Linked DNA regions of Sus scrofa: region 2 is linked to region 1. Evidence: chromatin contacts called from public Hi-C data. All regions are on one chromosome and are shown on one strand. The core of a region is the stretch at or near the end of the contact, and the rest is flanking DNA. Distances in the headings are between cores, read along the strand shown.

The links. A called contact is a pair of places that touch in the nucleus more often than the background predicts.
Region 2: a contact with region 1 is called in a Hi-C map of retroperitoneal adipose tissue, with 1.8 times the contacts expected there. The contact joins the promoter of GNA14 here to the enhancer-like site in region 1. A contact is called at or near these places in 6 of 47 Hi-C or Micro-C datasets (alveolar macrophages, embryonic fibroblasts, epiblast stem cells and 3 more).

The regions. Positions count from the first base shown.
Region 1 is chr1:230,367,341-230,373,711 of Sscrofa11.1, reverse strand. All of the region lies in intron 2 of GNA14 (G protein subunit alpha 14), which reads left to right. Among named protein-coding and RNA genes, the nearest start is that of GNA14, 170 kb to the left of the region's middle. Within about 2 kb of position 3,696, at least 15 of the 83 cell types and tissues checked have an H3K27ac peak or open chromatin away from gene starts, as enhancers often do. A contact at or near this core is called in retroperitoneal adipose tissue, where this site is marked.
Region 2 is chr1:230,541,179-230,548,143 of Sscrofa11.1, reverse strand. It overlaps GNA14 (G protein subunit alpha 14), which reads left to right and starts at 3,021. Exons shown (of 7, transcript NM_001097518.1): 1 at 3,021-3,276. The coding sequence starts at 3,153.

The DNA.
Region 1 (6,371 bases), core at 2,447-4,946:
GATGTTGGGTTCTTAACCCACTGAGCCACAGTGGGAACTCCCTAGTTGCTTCTGATACTGGTTAAGAAACTGTATATGTTAATTGCTAAAGAAAAAAATAGTTATCTAAAATCTAATCACACTTTCTCAAAGAAATATTTGACTGGAGTTAAAAACTAAAGGTTGAGGATAAAGGTCCATTTTCTCAGATTTAATCCCTTGGCCATGGTGCTGCCCTGTGCTGCACAGAGAGATTTTCTAAAGCAAAGGTCAGCATCGGTCTTGGAAATGACCAGCCTGCATATAGGGCAACATTTTTTTCTTTTTTAAATGACATCGACTGATCCCAGCCACTTTCATTAGCAGCCCTGGGTTTTTGGGGATCTTGAGTGAAGAATGACTGGCTTTGCCCAAATCGTGGCAGCTATTGTGGATGCACTGTTGCTGTGTCTGATTACAATGGGGAGCCATAGTGTCTTTTCTTATCCAGAGAACAAATGAGTCTCTGTATTGGTGTGAGAGTTCTATGATTCCCATGTTCTACTGCTACTTAAGATCTGAGGGAGGAGAGCCAGTACAATACCGTATCCTGAAATGGCATGCTTTGTATTAGCAGCAGCAGATAAAGAGCTTGGTTTTCCGGAGTTCCCGTAGTGGCTCAGTGGAAACGAATCTGACTAGCATTCATGAGGATGCAGGTTCGATCCCTGGCCTTGCTCAGTGAGTTAAGGATCTAGCTTTGCCATGAGCTGTGGTATAGGTCGCAGACGCAGCTTGGACCCCTCGTTGCTGTACCTGTGGCTGTGGCTAGCAGCAGTAGCTCCGATTTGACCCCTAGCCTGGGAACCTCCCTATGCCATGGGTGAGGCCCTAAAAAGACAAAAAAAAAAAAAAAAAAAAAAAAAGAGTTTTGTTTTACTTCCAAACCAAAATTCTACTTCCTTATCCAGTGCTTCCAACTCCAAGCTGTTTAGTACCCTTGAGTTGTTGCCACGGGAGGGCTATGGGGTGGAGATGGGGCTGAAGTCACTATGGAGTCCCCTCAGGAGGGAGCTCAGGTAGCTTTCTCCCCCGTGACAGGAGCCCAGTGGGAGGTCCAAGGTAGCAGATCTGGTGGAGGAATTTGGTATTTGGGGATCTGTGGATGATGCCAGGGGCGGGGTGGGGGTTCTGCAGAAATAGTGAGCTCAGCCTTTCCTGACCAAAGTTAGGGACCTCTAGACAGATTTCATCCGACTATTCAGGAGGGAGCAGATAGCAAGAGCCACAGGGCCTTCCGCTGCAGGAGAACCCTCTGTTCCCAGTGTTCTACTCACTAGCCCTGGCTGCGGGTGAGCTTGCAGAGAAAAGAAACTGCCCATCTATTATGAGGCACAGCGCCTGGTTGGCCTGGCTGAGCCCAGGCCCAGGGAAAGAGAGCTGGCAGTCACAATAGAGGTCTTGGCAGGGTCTGCTCCTTCTTGCAGCTCTGTGGGGGAATCTATTCTGTGCCTTCCCCCTGGCTCCTGGCAATCCGGCCTGCCGTCTCTGGGTTTGTAGAAACGTCAGGCCGGTCCCTGCCCCCATCTTCACGTCACCTTCTTCCCTGTGTCTGGGTGTGTCCTCTTCTGTCTCTAACAAGGACCTCTCATTGAATTTAGAGCCCACAGGAATCCAGTATGATCTCATCTCTATACTTTTTTTTTTTAGGGCCGCACCTGTGGCATATGGACGTTCTCAGGCTAGGGGTCAAATTGGAGTTATAGCTACTGGCCTACACCACAGCCACAGTGATGCAGGATCCAAGCCACATCTGCGACCTAAACCACAGCTCACAGCAGTGCCAGATCCTTAACCCGCTGAGTGAAGCCAGGGGTAGAACCCACATCCTCATGAATATTAGTTGGGTTTGTAACCCACTGAGCCATGATGGGAACTCCTTGATTCTTAATTATACCTGCACAGGCACCGTTTCCAAATCTGGTCACATTCTGAGGTGACATAAATTTGATGGGGACACTATTCACCTCACTCGACTTGGGGAGAGCTTTCTGACAGCTTTGTAGGGTGGGGAACCATAGGAGGGAAACCAAAGCAGAGAAGGAACTGAACTTCAGGAACTGGGCAAGGAGCACTCCTAGCACAGATGGGGGTGGGGGGGATATGCTCCATGGGGTGTCCCACGTGACTCATTGGTGGCCTCCTAGGACCACGCATGGCTTGGTGGGCAGGTCTTCTCACCCTGAGTCACCCCAAGGTAGGGAGTCGGGTCAGAGCATCGAAATGCCTGGCAGAAGGCAGCTGTGAGATGCCAGCAGGATAAAAAGGCACTTTGTAGGCCCCGTGGTTGTGAGAAAGCTTTGTACCTGTAGGTCAGGGGAGCTTGGGGTTGAATAAGGACACATTATTATGCTTGGCGACCGAGAAGCTGATTTGACATTTGGAAAAGAAAAAAAAATAAAATAAATAAAACAAATGAAAATTGTTGAGGGATCAGGCATTGCTGAGATTTCATAAAGAGCAAGAGAAATCATGGCCTAGCCTCCCCTGCAAGTTGGATTGGGGTTGGGGTGGGGAGGCTCAGGAGTTTGTGGGTGGAACCTTGGGGATGGGGCTGCTGAGAGTGGTGAAGTTTCCTCAGGCCTGAGACGGTGGGTGGGGCCACCAATGGGGGGCTGGGAGAGCACATGGGACACATTGTGGTGGGGAGAGGGGGGGGAGAGCTCATGGGGCCCCGTGGAAGGAGTGCAGTTGTGGATTTGTGCACAGATGCAGGAAAGAGCTTGTGGAGGCAAAGAGAAGGTGAGACCAAATGTCACTGTGGCTGAAATCTGCAGGCGGGAGGGTTCCCAGGCACGGGAGGCTTGTGCTGAGCTCTGGGCCATGTCATAGTAAGACAACCCCTCTGTTCCTTACTTTGTCTTTTCTAAAACTGTGGTGAAACAGACAGCAGGAAATGCATCATTATCACCTTCTTTCATTTGGGGATAGTAGATACATTCACACTGTGTGGCCTGTCCCTCCCTATCCTGTGTGAGGGTGGAGGACAGTGGTGCATGTGTGGCACTTAATGTTGGAGACAGCAAAAGTCCCATGAGAAGGTGGCCTGGCGTCCTCGGTGAAGGGGAGAAAATGTTGATCCTCTGTGGCTTGTTTGTGCAGATAAATGGACTATCTAGAACCCGGGTGAGCAGGGCAGAGACATGATTCAGAAGCAAATGGGCACTGATTTCTGATTGCTCTCCTTGAGGAAGAAGCCTGGCTAATGCCAAATTTGCTTTGAAAGCCCGGGAAAAGGCCCTGAAATGGATCGACAGTCCCCGATACAGAAGCAGTCAGATTTCTTCAGTGTCTTTACTATGGTAAAATACTAGGGTAAATTGAAAAGATACTTTAGCCCAAGTTCTTCTCAAATACATGGGCATACTTAGACTTAAAGCGTATCAGCTGTGTATCTGAAACTCAAATGCTGTCCCCTATTTTTATTTGATAATCATATTCTGAGGAAACTTTGATATCTGGGCTACTTAAATCCAGAACTTAGGCAAACTGTACCCAGTTGTAGTGGGGTCAGAAACACCACAGGCTCACACACAGGTGGTCAGTCCTTCCCAGCACCCCCCCCAAATACTCCTCAGGCCATACAGAGTTCTGGGGAGACGTCTCTTCCCTCCTCGAAGCTGTCCACTTAGTTCTGGTTTTCATATACAGAGAGTGGGGAGTGGTTGAGAGAGGACAACATGGGTCAGCTGCTGCCCCCTAGAGGCAGCCACCCGCTCCATCGTCCTATTTGGAGGGAGCCCAGGACCTACGCTGCGAAGGTCAGGGGGCGCTAGAAGAGGCTCCACAGAGCGGAAGATTTCCCAAAGATGGGAAACCTGCGATGCCCTGCTCTCCTAACACCACTCCCAGTCCGAAATGCCTGTGGGTTCTCACTGCAAAAGGAAAACAACAACCAAATATGCATCCAGGATTAAAACCACCATTTCGAAAGCACATCATTAAAGTAAGCTGTGAGCCAAATATTTGTTGTGGTGTGTTTAAGAGTTTTTCAAGCTATTGAAAAGAACGGAAAAAGTGAATTACCAAAAAAAAAGAAAGAAAGAAAAAACAAAAACACCCCAGAGCAAGGAATGTTTTTGGATGACTCTCTGGGAAATGTGTGGCAATTTTTTTTTCAGGAGTATAATTTCCGTGGGAGGGAACACTATTGCAGAACTAGATGCAAAGCATCACCGGAGTGTGATTTTGAGAGTTTACAGGGTGGCTAGGTGGGGCAGAGTGTCTATAACCAAGAGAGATGTGCATTTGAAGTGAAAGGCACATCAGTTGGAAATGTGAGCACCTGAAACAGCATGTTCAATTCACTGCAAAGAGTGGGACAACCTCATGCAGTTCCCTGGATTCATTGGGAACTGGTTGTCCTCTCAAGCACTTTTTTACACACAAGGGCCTTGCTTCTCAGCCACATGGAGCTGCCAGTTAGAGCATCAAGGGAGTAAGATGGACAGCTTGGACCGTTGGACTCAGTCCTGTTACTACTCGTTTGCTTATAACTACTAGAAACAACTTAACCTCTCTTGTTACTTTTTATACACTTCAAAGGACATGCCAATAAAATTTGAATTTATAAGCACTGCCCTCCAAGTGGTTAATATTCTATTAGCCTTGAAAGTAGCAAGAGGGAGTTCCCTGGTGGTCTAGCACTTGCACTGCTGTAGCCCAGATTCAGTCCCTGGTCTGGGCACTGAGATCCCACATGAATCCACTGCACACCATGGCAAAAAAAATAAATAAAGCAGCAAGGATGTGCCTTCCACTAAACTCTAACTCTCAAGCTCTTTCTCTCACTCTTGTTCACTAATCCTTCCTATTAAAGAGTGAGAATTTCTGTGTCTTTAGCCAGTTATTATTAATTTCTTTATTTCCCCAATACATAATTTTTTTCTACTGTAGAGCAAGGTGACCCAGTTACACATACATGTATACATTCTTTTTTCTCACATTATCATGCTCCATCATAAGTGACTGGACATAGTTCCCAGTGCTATACAGCAGGATCTCATTTCTAATCTATTCCAAAGACAATAGTCTGCATCTATTAACCCCAAGCTCCCAATCCATCCCATTCCTCCACCTTCCCCTTGGCAACCACAAGTCTATTCTCCAAGTCCATGATTTTCTTTTCTGTAGGTTCATTTGTGCCATATATTAGATTCCAGATGTAAGTGATATCGTATGGTATTTGTCTTTTTCTTTCTGACTTCACTCAGTATGAGAGTCTCTAGTTCCATCCATGTTGCTGCAAATGGCATTATTTTGTTCTTTTTTATGGCTGAGTAGTATTCCACTGTGTATATATACCAGCATCTTGCTAATCCAGTCATCTGTCAAGGGCATCTAGATTGTCAGTTGCTGTAACTTCAGGATGCGGTGTATAAAGCACCACAGCGAGTTTTCTGTCAGCAGATGCAATCAGAGAAGCTGTCACTAGGTGGTGTCCTGAGTCATAATGGAATGAACCACATGGGCAGACTCTCCCTACTCTATTTATGAGCCTTGTTAAGCCTGTAGACTAATTAGTGAAGCTTACTTTTTCTATAAACTCACATTGATATTGATATGTATATACACCACCACTAACAGTCTACCTGATTTCATTTTATTTTATTTTTATTGTATAGATGATATCCTTTAGAATAAGGGTTAAGTGGACAGGCACCACTGGTGGCCTTCAGAATGTACGTTTCTAACTCCATTTTTCCATATTCTTTGTTAAAAAGAACACATTTTGTTCCTCAGCTGCATGTAAATACCTGAAAGTCTTCTAATGGAAACAGTCATGCTGGAGGCTTGGTGTAAAATGCTGTCTTGTGCTTGCTTGCAATTCACTGTAGAAGAATCTTACTTATTTCCAAGCCCTTCTTTGATCTCTAGAGCCCCTTTTCCTCCTTTCTTTTATGAAGGACTTGGTTTTTGAATTCCCTGTTTGAAAAAAACCTTCAGTTTAGATTGGAGAAGAGCAGTTGGCAGGCAAGGGGTGCAGGAAATAATTCTCCAGGCTTTCCCAGGTTTCCGGTAATTTCTGTCTAGTCTAGAGGGTTTCACAGGTAACCACTATCCCCTTCTTTCCTCCCTTTAAAATGTAAATGTTGTAAATCAGTTGAAGACGGTGATTCCCTGCATAGACTTTGGGGTCTGGAACCCTGGGCTCGAATGGCTGTTCTGCCATTACTATCTCTTCTCCACGCAAAGCATTGGTTTCCTAACATATGAAATTGGGATATTCAAAGTATCTAATTTCATAGGTTTGTTGTAATGATCAAGAGAGATAGTGCTTATGCAAGGTGGCCACATAATGATGGTTCGGTTTATACTAGCTGTTTTTATTTTGTTAGTTTGCTTGTATTTAT
Region 2 (6,965 bases), core at 1,772-4,271, 180 kb before region 1:
CCCCTTCCTGGAAAAGTGTTGCAAAAGAATCAATAACTTAAAATTATTCCCATCCCTCCCAAAGATCCTAAGATGGGGAAAACAGAGATGAAAATTAAAAAATAGAAGTATAAAAATAATTGACTTGTGATAATCTAGTATTACAATTCTCTCTAGTTTCCACTGGTCAATAACAACTTTTGGTTTATGGTTCATTTAAATTATCTTATAAGTGTGGAAATCATCAAAGAAATAATTGTCTGCTACAGTTGGGATATCCTTGTGAGCTTATTCTGGTTCATCTACTCTCATTTTATAGCTGAGGAAAGTGGAGCCTAGATTACTATATGCAAGCTACCCCAAATAACTTTGTATCAGAGGATTAAAACCAACCAAAAAGCTATGACTCAGAGCAAACTACTGGTTTGCTTATGTCCTTTTAGTTGCTTAAAAATGCATATGTGGGGAGTTCCTGTTGTGTCTCAGCAGCAACAACCCGACCAGTATCCATGAGGATGTGTGTTTGATCCCTGGATGGGCTCGGTGGGTTAAGGATCTGGTATTGCCATATTGCCTCATGTGCAGCCCTAAAAACAAACAAACAAACAAACAAAAACCAAAAAAAACCTATATGTGTTTTTATAATAAAATTTGTATCTTATTGTTTATATTTTTGTATTTTTACACTCACTATAGCCTGAGGTTTTTTTCCCCCCACTCTTTGTTATTCACATGTTTGTTACATATTCCCATATTTAATGACTATATAATATCTCAGTGTATGGATATACCATAATTTGTTGATCTATTCCCCCTTGTTGGACATTTAGGTTGTTTTGAGTTACTGTGGCTATTAGAAATAAAATCTTTGCACATAAATCATAGCTTCTCTGATTATTTCTCAAGGGGAGAATTACTGGTTTGGCCAAAGGGGATGGACAGGTTTAAGGCTTCAGCTACATACTGTCAAGGTGACTAGCCCAGGAAAGTTTTGCAGATTTGCCATAATCCACATCTTTCTGGAAATCTTAGCAACTTTAGACCTAACAAATCAGTTATTCCAGTTAACTTGGGAGTTCAAATTTGCCCTAATTTTAATCATTTAAAAATACTAGTAATTATGATGCCATTATTCATTTGAGAAGCTAAGAGGTCTTATTCTCAAATTGTAAATGAATTTGTAAGAGGTAAGAGAGAAATGTGTGACTAAATGGCTAAGGATCAAGTTAAGAAATGTCCAGGAGCTTTCCTGTAGGGGTCACTATTACTGTCAATTTATGCCTACAAGGAAACTAAAAAGTCATGCATTTAAGAATGTATGCACATTCATTTTTAATGCTGGATTCTTCTACATTCCCTAAACTGTAAAATAAATAATAAGTCCTTGCAGTCAGATAGTACTGTAATGCCAAGTGCTTTATATAATGATACATATAATTCTCTCCACTTAATAAGCTCCTTAGTTTGGACTCAGTATATGCTACTCATAAGAAAGGCACTTAGGCTTGCTCTTGATAGAAGAAGCATTAGCTAACTGCCTAATGTTATATAAAGTTTCTACATGGCACATGCTGACTGGAAGAGAAGGGGAAATAAAAGTTCATTTCTGCGGAAGACAGGATCCTCTCCCTTTACCTTTTCGTTTCTACTTTTCCTGTGGACCTCTGCCTCAGAATGTACACAGAAGACAAAATCAGATGTTGTAATATGTGCCATTTGACTACAAAGAGGTGCTTTTTAATTTTTAAGTTTTTATTAATGCAGCTCAAATGAGATCCGGAGGTTCCAGGAGCCAGGCCAATGTGGCTATGTGGACACACACCTTTGTAAGGCAGCTGTCAGGCTTCAGGGCTGGTGCAGGGAACATGCCAGGTGCTTCTGGAAACTGGTCAGCCCTCTCTTTACAATGCAGGAGTCTTTCCCATCATAAAATGCAAACTAGCCAGCCGTTTTTCATTTCCTCTATCTGCAGCCCTCCTCGTCCGGTTGGTAGGAAGGGGCCAGGAGGATATTTATCCTCCGCTCTCACACTTCTCTTATTTAACTGAACCCAGGGGCAGCTGCTTTTCTGAGCGCAGCGCCAGCGGGCTCAGGTCCAGCCGCACCTCGCAGGCAGGCTGCCGAGCTGACCAAGGGCTTTGGCCGAGGCCGAGCCGGGCTGCGGCCTCCGGGAAGCGGTAGGAGGCCGTCTAGGAAACCGCGATGTGCGTGGTGCTGAGGCTGGTGTGACAGCCTCAATTTCAAGTCTGCCGGGAGAGCTAAACTTCGTCCCTGAGGCGCTGTGTCTCGCTGTGGACTCTCGTCTTACTCCTCTTGCAGCTGCGAGGAGTTGAGGCTGGGAGTTGGCAAACCTCATTCACCTGTCGGAAGCCGAACCCGGACAAGGAGCCGGGCCTGGAGGCCAAGGAGCGCTGATTTCTGCCGCCTCAGCCGGCGCGGTTCCCCCCGCTGGGACGCCACCGCCAGGGAGGCAGGTGTGGGGGCTGATGCCCAAGATCGAGGCTTCCCGACTCCGCGCCCCAGCTCCCTGCTCACACCTTTAGTCCCACAGGCGCCATCGGCTTGGCGTGCCCCGAGGGCCAGCTCGGGCCGACGCCAGGGCTGCGGGTTCGAGACGCTCCGCCTCCTTCTGCCAATTAGAGCTACAAGCGCCAGCAGGAACCTTTCCACTTGGTCTTACGCTGCGGTCTCTGCTGAGGTTTTCAGAACTTTGCAGGAAAGGGACAGCCAGGACCTTTGCCTCCAACCCACGCCGTGCCTGCCGGCTGCCTGGGACACCCCGAGGCCCGGGAGATCTCTCTCTCACCGCAGCACCGACGCCCCAACTTCTCACGAACGCTCTGAGCTCCCAGACTACGCATCGAGCTCCACTGCCAAGGGGCGCGCTAGTCATCCGGGGGCCGATAACGCTGTCCCTCGCTTTGCCCTCCTCCTCCCCTGAGCGAGTGTGGGCACTTGAGCGTTCTCAGCGTTTCCGGATTCGTTCCCCGCCCCGCAGCCGACCCTTTACGAGGGATTGAGCCCAGGGGTACTGGTCTTTTACTCTGATATTCGACTCGGCCCCCGTTTTTTTACTCTCCGAACCCGGGTGCCGTCCGGGATCCGCGGGGCAAGCGGCCAGCGGAGCAAAGGGGCGCTCAAGACCGCGTCGCCCGTCGGGCGCAGCGCGCGCCATGGCCGGCTGCTGCTGCCTGTCCGCGGAGGAGAAGGAGTCCCAGCGCATCAGCGCCGAGATCGAGCGGCAGCTTCGCCGGGACAAGAAGGACGCGCGCCGCGAGCTAAAGCTGCTGTTGTTGGGTGAGTGGCTGAGTCTCCCCGACCCCTGAGCCCTGGGCGTTTCCCTCCCGGCTGTTTCCCTCGCCCAGGTCCCGGCCTGGAGTATCGGGAGCCGAGCCGGGTGCAGCGCGGCTTCCGCCTCCTCTCCGGGACTCACGGATGGGAGCAAGTTGTATCCATAGGCGCCCGTGCTTTCCACTTCCAGCTGGGCGACTTTCGAAGGCTCCCCCATCCTTGCCCCCGAACAGGACTAGACTTAGCATTTGACTCTGTCTGCTTTCCCCTACCTGTTCTGGTTTGCTTTTTCTAAAGCCTCATCCACCGCACCTCTCCGCCCCCAGCTCGAACAGCCTCTACAGAACTTTATTTCGGATGTTGGGGGTCGGTGAGGGGAGCTGCTTGATCCACGTCTAGTATTCAGCGCCAGCTCTGGTTCTTGGACTTTCAGGTCTAAATAAGTACCGCCGATCAAGCGCTTACCAAGTGCAGAACTGCGCTAAGTTCTTACAAGCATCGTCGCGAGGTGCTGGAGGTAGATAATACCCGCAATTTAGAGAATTAAAAACGGAGGACGGAAAATTGACGAACTTGCCCTGACTGAGAAAAGGCAAAGCAGATACCGGGCAGTCGTGGGTTTGAAGCCCAAGCCCTAGCCACTCTCCAGCCTGTGACCACCTCTGCCCTGGCCTCCGGGGGGTGGGGGTTGGGGGCATCCCTTTAGTGAGGCCTTTCTGTTAGTCAAAGTCCCAAACCTCCCTTGCTCAGCTCAGACTCAGAGTGCATTCGTTCCTAGGGTTGGGACTCTATTGGCCCAGAGGCCCTGGCTAATTCTTGTTGGGCTAATTTTTTAGCCTCTGCCCAGGTCTGGGTAGCACACCCACTTTCAAAAACATCAAGAGAAACTTAAGGTTAGTCAGTGTATCCTGTCGGGCAGGATCCTGCCTCTGCTGACTTGCAGAACCCTGTTCAGTCCATTGGCTGTTTGAGGAAAGTGTACCTTTATCTTCTTTCAGACCAGGATATTTAGCTGTTAAATCTTTCTAGAGAGTTGCAAATATTTCACCTTTTTTTTTTTTCTTCATTGCTTCCAGACAGGAATCCTCTCTTAGACCAGTTTATTCATCTTTAATATAAGAAGCCACCCTCCCATAAGGCTTCAAGGAAAGAATATGGCTGGATGGAAAAATAGTATTACATTCAGACCCAGGCAAGGGAAACCCTCTATAATCATTCCCTAGGTTTAGGGGGACAGGGAGAGGCCTTCCCCAGGCTGTGCCCCTCCCCACTGGGCTATGAGTCTGCAGGGAGACTGGAATGCCCACCCAGAGTGCACACTGCCCACAGTGCTCCAGATCTCCTGCCCAAAGGCCCCAAGCCTGCTCTGTTGAAGTAGGGGGGCAGACCCCAACCTCTGTGGATTGCCCAGCAGGGCAGCTGTGCTGGGGTTGTGGATGAGCCTGGAAATGTGGGCTGAGGGGTCTACTGGTATGCCCAAGAGGGCTCCCTGGGAAGAGATGGTGTCTCGGTGGGGAGGGGAGGAGGTTCTGTCCATTGGCTGGAGCTGCTGTTTCACACTTGGCCCTGAACTCTGAGGGGTCTGAGAATTCTCATTGTACCTGACCTTTGATTTTGTTACAGAGCTACATTTGTCAAGAAAGTAGGATTCTATGAGTCCCCTTAAACTAACGATGCAGACCCTCGTTTGTCCTCTTGCCCCAGACCCCAAAGCAGGCTTGGCTTTAGCTGCATACTTTTTCTTTGCGAGGACAGGCTGATGCCTCTTTCATGGTGACATACTTTGATTTGTGTCAGTGTGTGAAGTTCAGTGTCTGGAATATGTCAGGAGCTTGACAAATGGAAAACTAAGCAGTAAGCTGAGCCATACCGTACTGGTAATGAGCCTCTTTGGAGTAAGATTATTTATACTCAAACTAGACTAGGGATGTTTGTAAGTAGCTAGTTTGCCTTGGAAGTCATACTTAATCCTGGTGATCAAGAATCCTTCTTTGTGCCTTCCAGGCCCTTGCTGCCACCCTCTTCCTGTCCCTTGCGGCACTACTGAGACCTCTGGGACTCCCCTTTTCATTGTGCTCAGCTGTGACTAGTACACCATCTCAGTGCTAGTCACTCAGAAACTGTTAGAAAGTTTCCATACCACATGGAACTGTCCAAAACCCCATGGATGGACTTTGAAACCTCTGGTTTCTTCCTCACTCTGTATGGGAGTAGGGCACACTTAAAGTTCTTTCTTTCTTTAACTTTATTGGAGTGTTATTGACTTAGAGTGTTGTATTAGTTTCAGGTGTATAGCAAAGAGAATCAGTCATACATAAAAATATATCCATTCTTTTTTCCCATATAGGTTATTACAAACAGTTGAATAGATTTTCTTGTGCTATACAGTAGGTTCTTATTAATTGTCTACTTTATACAATAGTGTCTATATGTTATTTCTACCCTCCCAATTCTTGCCTCCCTGCAATGATTTCACCTATGGTAACCATAAGATTGGTTTTGAAATCTCTGAGTTTGTTTTTGTTTTTTAATAAGTTCTTTTTTTTATCATTTTTGTTATATTCCACATATAAGCGATATGTATTTGTCATTCTATGACTTCACTCAGTATTATCATCTCTAGGTCCGTCCATGTTGCTGCAAATTGCACTATTTCATTCTTTGCATGGCTGAATAATACTCTGTTGTTCATATGTACCACATTGTCTTTATCCATTCCTTTGTCAGTGGACATGTAGGTTACTTCCATGTTTGGGCTATTGCAAATAGTGCTGCAATGAACGTTGGGGTGCATGTATCTTTTCAAATGACATATTGTAGTTCTTAAGATGGAGAAGGAGGTGATGACACTGAAGAGACAGGAATTGTGGAATGCTGTTTTGTTTGAAGTCATTAAATTTAAGTGAAAAATAAAAATCACCTGAGCCTGTATAATGAGTGCATTAGATGAACCACTGCCCGGATACCTCAGATGAAAACTCCATTTTGCAAATGGGAGTTGAGGATTATGTGGGGAGCATGAGATGATCTGGAAAGCCACCAACTCTTTCACAAGGAAGCACACTGTTGCAACGAAATGACTTGAGGGATGTTTCCAAAGTGTATTCCGTGGGCCATTATCCTCTTTGTGCTTAATAAAAGCATGGGTCAGCGTCCACAGGAAAGGATCAGAGCTACTGTCCATTTGGGGCTAGTTTTCATAAGATGTCAGTGTGGTACCCTCAGTGGAAGGAGATGAGTGAATTTAGTTGAGAGAAGTTCCTCATCTGTTCCTCAGCTAAAAGTAGGACAAAAGAATTCTGATAAGGACTGTGATGAGCCTCACTCAGTGTAGGAAGAAAGTGTCTGGACAATAGCAATTAAATGGAAAGAAATGTGATCTTGTATTGATTTTTGGTCTTGAATGAGGCTTTGGGAAGTGTTGCTTGAGTGTCTCCAGCAACTCTGATAGCTTACTTTGGGGTGAGGCCTCCTGTTGGAACTGTCTGGAAGGAATGTTAACTGAGAAATTGGCATTTACCTTATGCTGGTACAGGGATTAAAAACATAGGTTCTTAGGCCTGTTTGCTTGGGTTCAAACCTGACTCTGCCTTTTCTTAACTGTGGTCTAACTTCTCACTGTCAGTGGTAAATGCCAGCTAGCATTGCTCTGTTTTGAGCCTTTTTTGCCACTGGTAGGGTGTCATTTCCCTTTT